Linked DNA regions of Triticum aestivum: regions 1 and 3 are each linked to region 2. The links are chromatin contacts, called in public Hi-C maps. All regions are on one chromosome and are shown on one strand. Each heading gives the region's core, a stretch centred on a gene start, on an enhancer-like site or on the middle of the called end of the contact. The rest is flanking DNA. Distances are from core to core; before and after follow the strand shown.

Evidence for each region. Hi-C and Micro-C count contacts between places; a contact is called where the count stands out from the background.
Region 1: a contact with region 2 is called in a Hi-C map of leaf, with 4 times the contacts expected there. The contact joins the promoter of LOC123053203 here to the enhancer-like site in region 2. A contact is called at or near these places in 2 of 5 Hi-C or Micro-C datasets (both in leaf).
Region 3: a contact with region 2 is called in a Hi-C map of leaf, with 4 times the contacts expected there. The contact joins the promoter of LOC123053201 here to the enhancer-like site in region 2. A contact is called at or near these places in 2 of 5 Hi-C or Micro-C datasets (both in leaf).

Annotation. Positions count from the first base shown.
Region 1 is chr2D:371,792,596-371,795,301 of IWGSC CS RefSeq v2.1, reverse strand. It overlaps LOC123053203 (OVARIAN TUMOR DOMAIN-containing deubiquitinating enzyme 12), which reads left to right and starts at 1,379. Exons shown (of 10, transcript XM_044476633.1): 1 at 1,379-1,594.
Region 2 is chr2D:371,649,822-371,652,521 of IWGSC CS RefSeq v2.1, reverse strand. No RefSeq gene overlaps it. Among protein-coding and RNA genes, the nearest start is that of LOC123053203, 140 kb to the left of the region's middle. Within about 2 kb of position 1,416, at least 8 of the 8 cell types and tissues checked have an H3K27ac peak or open chromatin away from gene starts, as enhancers often do. A contact at or near this core is called in leaf, where this site is marked.
Region 3 is chr2D:371,458,494-371,461,193 of IWGSC CS RefSeq v2.1, reverse strand. LOC123053201 reads right to left here and starts at 1,346. Exons shown (of 6, transcript XR_006425464.1): 1 at 769-1,346; 2 at 562-658; 3 at 1-30.

The sequences.
Region 1 (2,706 bases), core at 130-2,629, 140 kb before region 2:
ATGGCAGTTAACATGTCTGGGTCTGCCGTTTTTGTTTTATTTGTTTTGCCCAAGTTAATTTTGCTCATGTATTATTGAGGGTACTGTTATATCGGTTCATCAGAGCTCTGCATTCATTTTAATGCTTCATGGATGATAGGATACCCCTAAGAATGCATGTATATAACATAAACGCGTTGCGGTTATAACAAATTTCATGGGAAGGTAACAGTAATACTCCGTCGAGAAGGTGACCATGGCATCAAGCTCAAGCTACAACGGAAGGTTAGCCGTTCGTTAATGTGCACTGCTAGTACTATAGCAAGACCTTTCATACGCTCAAAATGTGTGCTCAGGCGAGTTTTTGTTATTGATTTCCAAGCCCCGTTGGTAACCTAGTACGGGAGCTTGTAATATCCACCAGCTGATTTTGCACAGGTTGCATACCTATGATGGATTAGACCATAAGAAGGTGTGTCAGAGGGAGCTGACGGACTAATCCATTCAGGCCATCGGATGAGCGGAAGGAGAGCTACCTGGTCGGAATGTGAATGGATACTTGTTGAAGGAGATAATGAACTAGACTTGAACATGGAGGGCGGTGGAGCATATGATAGAACATATAGCAGGGAAGACCAATAGTTGAACAATCAAAGTCCAGGAGAAGGATGCATGTGAAGGAATGAGCGCTCGCTGGCGTAAGGATGAGTAAAAGTAGAAAGTTTGATGCATGTTACCGTTGGTAGCAGCTGTCCATGGGGTAGATCTTATGAACTAATGTAAGACATACGAGAGGAAGAGATTGCAAGAATTAGGGAAAGATAAGTAGGGGAGGAGCTGCATGATGGAGAAGGCAACGATAAGTAGTGTTGGGTGCCTTTATATATCCACTCCAAATAAATGACTGAGATGAGAGTGGCCCACACCTCGGTTCAATGCCGCACTCCTGCCTTGCAGGCCAGCTACTGCGCATGTCAGTTGCAAAAATATGCGGCTATACAGAGTGTTACACTACATGTCAAAATCATTATAATCTCACGCATATTGAAGTTGCACGAATCACGCGAGAAGATGCGGTGTGTATACCAGCCGCGCGTGGCCGCATGTCCGCTCGCGATTATTCGGGTAAACTACAACTAATTCAATCCATCTCTAAGTGTATTCGCAAAAAAAAAATCCATCTCTAAGTGCATGCAAAAAGATTGAATTAGCAAATTAGATCCAAAAGGTCCCAATTTCCAAGTGCACGTACACCCGTCACTGCCTGATGCGTGACCCACCTGTCAGCCGTTCAAATAAGCCGGGCCCGGCGAATAGCAAGGGAGCCAGGGAGGTGGTGACCGGCTCTTCGTTGCTGGGTCGGTGGTGGGTACGCCGTACGCGTGAGAAACCGCGGCAGCGGGCAAGAAGCGCAACCGAAGGCAACGAAATCGCAGTTCGTACTTACTCCAAACAACGCGTCGCCATCCGCGTCCGCTTTCCGTTTCTTTTCTTCCATTCCACCCCCCCACCCAAGCCCACAAAATAAAAGCGCCCCCACGAGGAACCTCGCGCGTTCCTCCAATCCCCTCCTCGCCGCCGCTCTCAAATTCATACCCCGCTCCTCCCGCCGCAGGTATGCTCCCGTGCTCCAGTGCCTCTCCCGTGATCCGGGAGATATTTTCCTTAGATTTTTTTGGGGAATCTCTTTGCGCGATAGCAAGAAGAGAAACCTCGCACCGGTTCCTGCTCTTCGGGGGCGGGATTGATTGGCGCGGGCCGCGGGGGTCATCGAGTTCTTAGGAGATCGATCTTGCTAGTCCGTCGGATAGAGCGGTTCTGTCGCGATGAATCCTTCCGTGCAAACTCGATGCGGTCCCTGTTTTTTGCCCTACCGCTCGCGCCTGCTCTCGATCTGGGAATGTCGGTGGAGCAAAGGTAGCGTGTTCAGTTGCTCTATGTGCAAATTTTGATGTTTGCCGGTGATTAGAGTCCGAATTTCTATGGCTGGGATTCGGCCACAATCAATGCTCAAACGCAGAGTCAACGATTTGCTTTGTGTGTGGGGATTGAACGGCCTGAGGTGCTAGTCGAGACTTGAAAAGGCATGTTTATTCGGAAGCCAACTTTGTCATAGCGTGCCACATATTTTTTCTTTGCCAAACTTGTCTAAGCTTGCTTGCGTGCACAAATTCTTAGCCACACTTTGGCTTGGCTAAGAGAATCTTGCTGCACCTTGAAGTGCGGCAAAGCATGGCTGGGAATCAAACAGCCCCTAGGATTCTGTGTCTGTGTGGAAGCAATAGGTAGGCAGAATCCATTCTGTCAATTGGATACAGTTGACTATGCTAGCTCCCTTCGAGCTGCCAAAAGAATTCTCTTAGATTTTTAAGAACCTATGCCTTCACTGACTTTGGAGGAGATGGCAGATAAGTTAGTTCATTTCTCTCCTGATTGGAGAGATATTGCAATGTGCCAATGTCCATGAGACTGACCACCCAATTCTCTGCTCTATAATCATGACTACTAGTCTATTTATACCATGGGAGTACTTGTTTTAAGCTCAACATCCATTTCTATATTGCACACGTATCATTAGATATTAATCATGGGAGTACTTGTTTTAAGCTCAACATCCATTTTCATATTGCATACGTATCATCAGATATTAATTATATGCTCAATCATTGGTTCAAACATACAGATCCAAATTCAATGGAAGTGAACAAGTTGTTATACCATATATTG
Region 2 (2,700 bases), core at 167-2,666:
AATAAGTATTTTTTTTCTGACTAGTAGAACCATCCTAATATCCCTCGCAAAAAAATCTCCTCCAATTACAACTATGACTACCAAGGGTGTCTATGTCGTTACTAGTACTATGGAACTTAAGAAATAAATAAATAAATAAATAAGTGATTATATTCTACTAATTTTCAATCCTTGTTTTGCCGTGGAATGCCTTTGGTTTGAATTTCCTTTCGGTGCATGGTTTACCCCGTTTAGTATTATGTTTTCATGGTCACAAGTTGAATCCCATGTGGTCCATTTGGTAAATTTGATGTTTGAATGGTTTCATGCCCATTTTAGTTAGATTGAGCTTCTTTCAACATTAATCTCCATTTAGTATCCCGCAAAAAAATTATCTCCATTTAGTAAATTTGAACCGTTGTCTAAAACAGTTACTGGTATCACTAGTACTCCGTTGGCTGTGTTTTCCGTTACTAGTAAGTTCGATTAGCGTGTTTTCCGTTGGCTGTGTGACATGATGTATGGGAAGGAAGTGATTGTTGCTGCCATGTGTTTTGCATAGGCCCCGGCTGCTCCCATGTCCCGGCTCAAGTTGAGTCCCCGCACTGCTCCCATGTCCCGGCTCAAGTTGAGTCCCCGCACTGCTTGGTCGACTGAGCAGTGTCACCGATCCGCCCAACACGCGGGACCACACATCGCCCTCGCCCATCACTCTCATGGATTCTGGTCATTGGCGTCATGGGAGAGGAATGATCAGCCCTATGCCTAGACCCCACGCCGGAACGGCGAAAAGGCAAACCAACCCAACCCAGAGAGTACGACCAGCGGTGCGGTCCACCACCATCTCTTAATCAAAGCTGGTCCACGCGGGTACAGCTTGCTGCGCCTGTCCACTGTTGCCTGTTGGTGTGAACGGGATCGGACAGCCACCCCCCACCGTGCCGTCTGCCGTGCGAGAGCGAGAGAGACGGACCAGTTTTCTTTTTCCAGATGCGGACGGACCAGTTGCTGTAGAGTATGAATAGCTCTAAATGCAAACATCTTCAGCCCAGCCGAGAAAAAAAATTACGTACTACGTCTTCCTTCATCTGCTAAGCGAGAAAAAAACTCAAACAATCTTATGCAACCAAGCTCGAGCCAGCTCCGCTCAGCTCAGCGGGCTCGTCTGCGCGCGAGTAGTGCGTAGCGTAGTAATGCCAGCACGTGGCCGGTCGTTGGATCTTTTCTTTTTTATAATGGTCGTTGGATCCTCCTGGAGATGAGATGCAATCGTCTGCACGGGGAGGGACGGCACCTGTGCGCGCCTGTGGGGCCGTTAGCTAGGCTGCCATGGTCCAGAAATTAAGAGAGGTTTGTCTCCCGGAATTAATTAGGCAGACAGCGTGCCGCGGCAGTAGCTGGTCGCGGCGTGTCACGGATGGATCCATCCATCCATCCGTGGACTGTGGGCGCTCGCGCACGGGAGCGAATCGCGGGATGTGTCGTATACTAGCGTGCTGTGCGGTAGCACATCGCCGTTGCGTCGTCTTGCCATCCATCCACCCGCCCGTCCGTGGCAACTCAACGCTGTAGCGTACTGATGATGCCTTCGTCGTAATTTGTAGTACTCCTCGGTTCGACAGTTCTGATTAGGCGGGGTCGCTCGTGGCACTGTGCGGGCGTCAACCGTCCATCGAGAGCCCATCCACGCAGAAGAGCTACGGTTTTTGTCCTAGAAGCACAGGACCACGCAGCATCACATCAAGGCCAACCACGGTTGTCGTGATCGATCGCTTTCATGCTTGCACATCTTGATGCCCGCACAGTCCTGCTCATGGTCTATAGGACCATTTCTTTTGCGGGGGCAAAAGCAATTCTTTACTTATTTATTTATTTATTTATTTGGGGAGCAATTCTTTACTTAAGTGATAAAATGTTTTTTTTGAAAAATTAAGCAATAATGTTTTTAAAATCATTCATGATGATAGTGTATTGTTAGCCTTCATGCAGCCCAATTAGAGTTTCACGATGTAAAAAATGTCTATTTGGTTGCGTGGGCTCCATCCCCATGAACTTTAAAGCACTCTTGGGCCAGACTAAGATCGAATGGTCGAATCGCTCATTTTTTGACACCTTGCCTGGATGTCCGGGGAATCGTCTTAACTCCCACTCATTTTAAGAAAAGGAGGTTAACCTCGGCCTCTGCATCAATCGATGCATGCAGCTATTATTAATTATTCCACGAAGGACTGACAAGAATAACCCGAAGCCACCACTCACATCTAGAGACTCGATAATGTGAAGTGCTCTCATTCCCCATATCTAAAACCGGTGTCGTCGCTGATCTATCCACATAACGTATCGGGACCAATATCCGGTGCAGCATACCTAAAGCGCACACCACATGCACACGTATTAGGAGCCGCCATCATCATCGGACCACTAATCCATCTTCAGGAGAGAGATCCACATCATCCTTGCCAATCCGGACATCCGTTGACGCCACCACGGTGCCACCGCCCTGCGCTCGTCCGTCCAGACGCGAAGACTCTGGAAGATCTGTCGTGCGTAGCACCTGCCAACCAGGCATGACTCAGCGTAGCACCTGTCGGCCAGGCATGACTTGACAGCTCCACCGAAGCTCCGTGCAAGAGGAAGCCGCTCCACCTCCTGCCTCTGCCTTCCAACGCTGCTCCATAAACGATGCTCCCAAGAGAGAAACGACACCATAGTACCACCATT
Region 3 (2,700 bases), core at 97-2,596, 190 kb after region 2:
CCAATCATGGTATAGACAATGGAGACCGACCTGGGAGAGTGTCAGCACATCAGATAATTATGGATGAGGAGTTAAAAATGCACATGCTTGGTTCAGGTTGAAGTCATGGATGGCACCCATTGGACTGGGACTTCAAATGCATATGTTGTAGCAGCTCAAATCCTCTAGCATATGGTTAACTGTACAGATGCTTAAAAGTTGATTTTAATTAAGAATTATTGCAGTTTACTGGACTATGAACAGCTAATAATACAAATCCTGTCCCCAAAAAAGCTAGTAATGCAAATAACAAATCAACAATGTCTGTAATGGTGGACTAGCACCTGTATCTATCTCTGAACTGATTGATTCGTGGCTGAATGAAAAACGAGCCTATGCTTTCAATTCTATTTATGCAGCTGAAAGGAAAACCAACCTATGCCCCCAAATTTCAATTGTTTTCACCACGGGAGAAGCAATCTAAGCTAAGCATAGGGCATAGGTACAGCCTCAAAATGGACGGGAGCAGCAAGTAGAGCAGATCGGGCAGGTGGGGTGGGTGGGATGGGGTGGCTGACCGACCTCACTGTCCGACGGTGAGGGCGTTGTTGTTGTTCCAGACGGGCGCACCGGAGTTGGTGGTCCAGTAGCCAGAGTTTGCCTCGCTCGTCGGCCGGTCCTGCAAACAACACAAGAAATCAAGAAAACAGAGCATCAGATCGCTGGACCATGGGGCGATAGAGACAGACGCTGGCGGAGCCGGGTCAGGGGGAAGAAGGGGGTACGTACCTTGTAGGGATCCATGGCCGGGGCCGGCGACCGGGCGCTGGCGTGTCCGGAGGGGAGGGGCCAGGGGATCGAGCGGGGAGGCGCTGGCGATCTGGCCTTGTTCCGGTGGGATCATGTGTTGCACTCGTCTCCTCACACACGGGCCGGCCGGTCGTCGTGGTTCCGACGACCTCCTTCGAGTGAAAGCAATGGAGGCCGGTGGCGGGGTCGGAGATGAGCACGAACTCGTTGCTGGGGTTGGAGAGGTGGTGCTGGAGGAAGGAGGAGGTGGCGGCAACAAGAGGGTGGTGGCGGCGCTCGGCGCATGAGGATGAGAGGGTGGTGGCGTCGATTTGGATCGGGGAGACGGCGGCGGCGCGAGCAGGCGCGGATCCAGCTCGTCGATGGCGCGGATCCGGAAGGCCCGCTGTGGCCGTAGCGGGGGACAGGGAGGCGTGGTGATTCGGGCTCCTCGCCGTCGATGGCCATGGTGCGGGGCCGGGGGCGGGGGCGGCGGCTAAGGGTTTGGCGAGCGGGTGCGGGTGCGGGAGAGAAGGGATTGGAACGGTGGGGAGTGGGGGCGTGGGGTCTGCGTGGGTGAGGGGTGAGGGGGTGAGAGGGCTACGTGGGTGAGAGGGTGAGGGGATGAGGTCCGCAGTTGGATCCGGGAGCATCCGACGGTGTCTGATGCATGATCCGCGTGTTATGTCTATGAACCAATCAGAACGCAACAAACAATTTGAAGACTTTATGACCATCTAAATAGGTTAGAAAAAATCATTTTCCATTTTTCAGTGCTCAAAATGACTCTTTTTTTGTAAAAGACCTACCAAATATTTGTTCAAATGATATCATACTTTCCAAAGGCTTACATCTTGGATTGGTAAACAATATCGACAAAAGGATTTTTTATTTTCTTTTGCACAAAAAATCAATTTTCCATTTTTTTGAGTGCCCAAAATAAGTTTTTTTGTGAAGGACCTACCATATATTAGTTGAAAAATTGGATCAAATCAACTTTCTAAAATACTAGGCCATATTTAATGCACAATTGAGCAAATGGTTGGGTGTCAAAAGATTTGATCCACCTTTGGTGAAAAAGACAAATTCCCGCCGATTCAGTAGGAAGCGGGTCAAATTTGAACTGCAGCTGACTCATAGTTTGCTCTTTAAATCATTTCTAGGTACTTAAGTATCTATTTAATCAGAGAAACATCACAAGTTTTCCAAGATTCAACCACTAGCTAGGAACGGTCAAGCCCGCCGTATTGACCGCATTTTGAAACGGGCATAAAAAATCAAAAAAATTGGAAAACCTTAGCATTGTGTCATCATATGTGACCAAGTTTCCAAGAGAAATAATAAACTTGCAATACAGCAATTATTTTAAAAAAGTGTTCTCGGAAATGAGCTATCATGCATGAAGATTCATGGCTTTCAAGCCAAATGATCAATCTTATGGCCACGTTCATGCCATAGCTTGTTCAAATGATCTCATATTGTGCACAAGGGTGCATCTTGGAATTCCAAACAATGTTGCCTAAGGGAGTTTTCATTTTCTTTGCACGGAAAATTCATTTTCCATTTTTTGAGTGCCTGAAATAAGGGTTTTTTTGTGAAGGACCTACCATATATTTGTTACAAAATTGGACGAAATCAATTTTATAAAATACTAGGCCATATTTAATATACAATTGACCAAATGGTTGAGTGTGAAATTTTTTGATCCACCTCTCATGAAAAAGACAAATTTCCACCGATTCAGGTGGAAGCGGGTTAATTTTGAACTGCAGCTGCCTCATAGTTTGCTCTTTATTTTTTCTAAAAATAATTTATAGGTACATAAGTATCTATTTAATCATAGAAACACAAAAAAAATCCAAGATTCAATCACTAGCTAGGAACGGTCAAGCCCGCCGTTTTGACCGCATTTTGAAACGAGCATAAAAATTC